Linked DNA regions of Sus scrofa: region 2 is linked to region 1. The links are chromatin contacts, called in public HiChIP or PLAC-seq maps. All regions are on one chromosome and are shown on one strand. The core of a region is the stretch at or near the end of the contact, and the rest is flanking DNA. Distances in the headings are between cores, read along the strand shown. Region 1 overlaps LOC100516649 (a long non-coding RNA gene). Region 2 holds the start of NABP1 (nucleic acid binding protein 1).

Region 1 (2,700 bases), core at 138-2,637:
CAATAAATATTTGTCCAAACGAGTGAATTAGTTATAGGTAAAGTCATGGTCAATATACACACAAATGAAGATTCAGAGTGAGGGTGGAGGTAAGTAGTCTTTATGACACCAAAGCAAAAAGTCCTCCAGCTGATGGAATTTCTTCTGGTTTCATATTAGAAAGCTGCCAAAAATGGCTGGGACTGGGGGACTTGAGTAAGTTCACCACAGCGGAAAGAGAGAAGTGTTTTTCGAAGGAGCAAAATGTAAATGTTTTGCACAATCTTTTAAAAATCATTATCTTAAATATTTGCATTTTCTGAATGTTTGTGCTCTGGAGCAAAGCCCAGGAATGCTATTTTTTTCAATCCCTCCCATCCTTCAAGGCTTGCCTCAAAGCATTTAACTCTGTAGCTGTTTTCCCCAAATCTCTCGTTTATTCTAGCACAAATTTTTTTTCAACATATGTTTGTGTCTCCATCTTCCTTTGAACCCCCATAGCTCTTTGCACTCTTCCTGCCCACCCGCCCTGTCCACCTTCTTCTCTGGTGACAGGTCTCTGCGTATCTGAGCCTCCCCTCTTGACAGCAAGCTCTGTGACAGCAGCAGCTCTTTGTGTCCCATACAGAAACACTAAGTTACTAAACATTGTTTGATAGGACTGATTAATTGAATCATTTGATCGGTATCAGAGTACTTTCTTAGGCAAGGGAGACAACTCTAGATGAAGGCTTAATAGGCCCTACATCATACTATCTTAACATAGCTCCTCTTCTAGAAACTTTGATATCTATACAGAGGTATTATGATTCAATTTTAAAACAGAAAAACAATATTTTTTCTTCAAATCTTACCAGTTTTACAGATATAGAGAGAATATTTTCAGCTGACCAAGTTTATCAAAAGAATGCCTATTTCAGGAAGGAAGGCAGAACTAGGGATGAAACTCCACCTCTGTATTTGATTGTTGCTGTGAAAATATGTAATTAGTATTTCACAGTAGTGAATGATGTTTATAAAATGTTTTGCCCTGTGTGGATATGTCTCTAATTAATATTATTTTATATGAACAAGGCAAAAATCAATTTGGACTTTTGTTAGTTTCATAGAATCTGTAAATAGTTCCAATGTAAAGCTTTTCTGATATCTTTCTCACACTATTATTTGCATGGGCATTTCTGGGGAGACTGCAGTTTTCCTTTCTGTCTCTATGTGGCATGAAAGAAGCAGCCACATCAATTGGGTGATATTTGTGTGAGCTGGAATCTAGTCTTGACTTTGGCAGTGAATAAATGAGTAATCTGGAATAAGTCACTTGGGATCTGAACTTCTTTATCTGAATCTGAACTATGAGGGAAGTGGACACCAGGATTTGCCTTCAGCAGCTCATAGGATTTCCTGTCCCCTCCTCACTTGCCAAGGCCCACAGCTGAGGCTTCTTGGTTTCACTTCCTTTTCTCCCCTATGCAGCTGCACCCAACCATTCTTAAAAAAACCAGACCCTTGGGTCTGGAGGTGGCGTGATAGATGACCTGTTCATGATAGGAAAGCTACGTTGCCATGCTTGGGATGGGCATGTGGGCAGGAGGAATGAGGTAAAGAGAACTAAGCCTGGGCAAGGGCAGAGGCTGGAGAAGTTGCAGTAAGGATGACCTGTATGTATGCCCAGCATCTCGGGGCAGAGGGGAAGAGAAGACAAGGGGTGAAGACAGAGGGCACTACCTTGGCTGGGAGACCTGTGCTCAGGTTGACATGGCTCCAAGTCCTAGGGTTGTCATTAGGAAGCTTGGATCTTTGAACAATACCCCCTCCCTCCCAATCCCCATAAACTCCAGGATAGACTTCTAGCAGCCTCACTAAAGGCCAATTCTGGTTTAAAACCTCCTTTGCATTATAGGATAAGTAAATAATCATACCAAGGCAGGATCAGTTCTCTTGGGGTGAAAGGGCATGAGAACACCATGAAGCTAAAGTAGGAACAGGCCTCCTCTCATCCTTCGCTCACCAGGGGAAGGTCCTGCGAATAGAGCCCAGGGCTGCTTCTTTTTCTTTCCCAGATGGAGCTCACACAAGCCCACCAGTTCTACCCCTTTGAAGATTTACATCTGTCACAGGGCTCCACACTTCCCCGTGCCCATTCTTCTTCAGGATTGTATCCCGAGAGTCCCTCCTCAGGGGGGACTGGACCTCAGGAATGAAGGGCTAAATTCTTCCATTCTTTCTTTAGGCCCCTTTGAAATATTCTTTTAAATTGGTGGAAGAGAGAATTATAAAGAGGAAGCAAACTGGCAACACAGCTTATGAGATTTTTTTGATTTTGCTTGAGATGGACTAGGCCTCCCAACAAATAGACTTTTTTTTTTTTTTTTTTTTTTTTGCCTTTTTTTAAGGGCCACACCTGTGGCATCTGGAAGTTCCTAGGCTAGGGGTAGAATCAGAGCTGCAGCTGCCAGCCTATGCCACAGATCCAAACAGCATCTGTAACCTATACCACAGCTTGTGGCAATGCTGGATCCTTAACCCACTGAGTGAGGCCAGGGGTAGAACCCACATCCTCATGGATACTAGTTAGGTTCTTAATCCACTGAGCCACAATGGAAACTCCTTTTTACTTATTTATTTTTAATTTTTTTTGCTTTTTTAGGGCCGCACCCGAGGCATATGGAGATTCCCAGACTAGGGGGCGAATTAGAGCTGTAGCTGCCAGCCTACATCACAGCC
Region 2 (2,700 bases), core at 165-2,664, 53 kb after region 1:
AGGTTTGTTTCTAAACTACATGCGTTTCTCACTACACCACATAAATAAAACTTTCCCCCACCTCAGCTTATGTTTCAGGGTTTCCCACTGTTGTTATATGATTGTTTCGGATGTACAAAAACAAATACAAAACTTGATAGCTCATGAAAAAAACAGGGAGGAAATGTAAATGCACATTTCTAAGTGAAAAAAGCCATTATGAAAGGCTACATACTGTATGATTTCAACTATGTGACATACTGGAAAATGAAGCCTAAAAATATTAGTGGTTGCCAAGGATGAGGGGTAAGGGAAGGATGAATAGGTGGCGCACAAGATTTTTAGGGCAATGAAACTACTCTGTATAATACTATTAATTTTGCATACGTATCATTATACATTTGTCCAAAACCATAAAATGTACAATACCAAGAACAAACCCTAAGGTAAACTAAGGATTTTGCATAATAATATGTTAATGTTGTTCATCAACTGTAACAAACATACCACTCTGGGGGAGACATTGATAATGGGAAGAGGTCACGCATGTGTGGGGATAGAGAGCATATGGGAAATTTCTGTACCTTCCTCTCTTAGTTTTGCTGTAGACATAAAACTGCTCTAAAAACAGACTATTAATAAAATGAACGTAGAGAAGAAAAGCAAAATGGGGAGTGTAATCTGAGAGGAGCAAGAAAAAATAGTTAAGTTTGCAAAGGAATTTAACTTCTTGTTTATCTGCCTAGTATTACAGAGTGAAAAGCACCAAGGCTAGGTCACTTGTGTTTGTGTCCTGCTTGCTCATAAAGTTGCTGAGTGACCTTCAGCAAGCCACCTCACAGTTCCTGCTCTCAATAAGCTTAAAATGAGGCAGTAGAGTGGAACTCTTTTGCCCTCTGGTCTTAAAATTCCAGCCTCGCTGCTAAGGACCCATCCCTACCTTTTATTTTCTTTCAACCAGACCAGCCACACTTGCTTGAACCTTGTTCTTCCTCTCCTGCATACTTTTTGACGTACCCACTGCGTTCTAAAACACAGCAACCGTTCTCCTTGACCGCGAAACTAAAAAGCAGGGGCGAAGGACTGAAATCTGAGGGACAATATGCAAGAAAACCAGAAACTGGACAGTGAGTAGTAGAAGCCTGAAAAAGGAAGACTAGGCAGGGCAAAATAGACGCCGCGCGGCGACGGCGGAAGCAGGAGGAGAATGGGTCGGAGTTCAGAGCCGATTGGACGGCTGAGAGGGCGGGGTCCGCACTGACAGCCCAGGGGAGGAGCTAAGGAGGCTGAGCGGGCGTCGTCTGCTTGTTTCCGCCCCTTGGCTGCCCCTTTCCAGAGCCTAGAGGGCGGAGCGTCGGGCGTGCCCGACGCCGTGTGTCGTAACAAGGGGGCGGGGCGACGCGGGGGTCCAGCCGGTGCGCGGGCGCATTCTGCAGTCGCTGTTTGGGACGCTGGGTGCGCGGAAGCTTGGTCTCTGCTCTGGCTTCGCAGTCAAAGCCTGTTCCCTCCCTGGAGCTCGGGACAGGCTGGGCACGCGCCCCTGTGTGTGTGTGTGTATGTGTGTGTGTGTGTGTGAGAGGACTCAGGGCAGAGGCATCTTCTCGCTGCCTTTTTTTCTTCCTTTTATCCAAAGAAGGGGCAGTTCTCACGCTTGCCTTCCTGTCGCCTGGTTGGGAGCGGGGTCGGGGTGCGGAGTGGTTCGTGTTTTTTTCTTTTAAACTTGTCAGCGCTTTTTTCCCCCAGTTTTTTTCGGCTCAGTGTCTTCTGAGCTGGTTTCCTCCGTCCCTGACTAACCTCTTTCTGCCCCTTCTCTTGCCATCCTCGCCCAAGGTCGCCCCTCCGCCCTCGCACCTGGCCCAGGGGGGTGGTGGGAAGCTTTGTCCGGCTCCCTGCCCACTCGAGTCTCCGCATCGTAGCCGCACCTGCCTCATTATGAACGGGGTCAACGACCCCCCTCTTTTTATAAAAGATATTAAGCCCGGACTGAAAAACTTAAATGTCGTCTTTATTGTCTTGGAGATAGGTAAGTGGGGTCCACAGCCCACACCGCCGCCCGCAGTGCGTCCCGGGGCCAGAGGGAAGGGCGCTGCCGCCGCTAGCCGGGGGCTCCCCTCCCCCTTCCCTACCTTCTCTCTCCCCTCCCCCATCCACGTGGCTCCGTTGGCCCCTGCTGGGGCTGTAGCCTACCTGCGGGCGAGAACCCGGGGCTCGATCTCTTCCCACCTTTCAGACGCCTTTTGATCCCGGAGGAGGAGTTAGCTTTTTGGAAGTACTCATTTTCTAATACACCCCTCCCCCTTTTGATTTTTTAAATCCCCACAGGACGCGTGACCAAAACCAAAGACGGCCATGAAGTGAGATCATGCAAAGTAGCAGATAAAACGGGCAGCATCACTATTTCCGTGTGGGATGAAATCGGAGGTCTCATTCAGCCGGGGGATATTATTCGGTTGACCAGAGGGTAGGTGTTCATAAAGGGGTTGGGGAAGGGGTTGAGAGTGTCTCCTAAGTAGAAGTCTGGGAAATCGAAATTGACTGACGCCCAGGACCGTGGCAAGTTCTAAAGTTTCGTGTTGTTTTTCCTCGGGGCCACTCCGAGAAGTTTTGAGCCCCCTTCGATGTTAACCTCAGTTGGTGGACAGCATTGGTTTGTAACACCTAAGCCTTTAAAAGCAATTTCAACTGAGAATCTAAACAACCCCACCCTCAGTTTACAGATTT

What was found. HiChIP or PLAC-seq counts read pairs in DNA pulled down with a chosen protein or histone mark.
Region 2: a contact with region 1 is called in an H3K27ac HiChIP or PLAC-seq map of alveolar macrophages. The contact joins the promoter of NABP1 here to the enhancer-like site in region 1. A contact is called at or near these places in 8 of 47 Hi-C or Micro-C datasets (alveolar macrophages, blood, epiblast stem cells and 2 more) and 1 of 2 datasets of contacts at active chromatin or transcription factors (alveolar macrophages).

Annotation. Positions count from the first base shown.
Region 1 is chr15:96,259,079-96,261,778 of Sscrofa11.1, forward strand. All of the region lies in intron 2 of LOC100516649 (a long non-coding RNA gene), which reads right to left. Among named protein-coding and RNA genes, the nearest start is that of NABP1, 53 kb to the right of the region's middle. Within about 2 kb of position 1,388, at least 16 of the 83 cell types and tissues checked have an H3K27ac peak or open chromatin away from gene starts, as enhancers often do. A contact at or near this core is called in alveolar macrophages and retroperitoneal adipose tissue, where this site is marked.
Region 2 is chr15:96,312,470-96,315,169 of Sscrofa11.1, forward strand. It overlaps NABP1 (nucleic acid binding protein 1), which reads left to right and starts at 1,415. Exons shown (of 6, transcript NM_001244491.1): 1 at 1,415-2,002; 2 at 2,302-2,440. The coding sequence starts at 1,912. It overlaps LOC100516649 (a long non-coding RNA gene), which reads right to left and starts at 1,280. Exons shown (of 4, transcript XR_002339369.1): 1 at 920-1,280.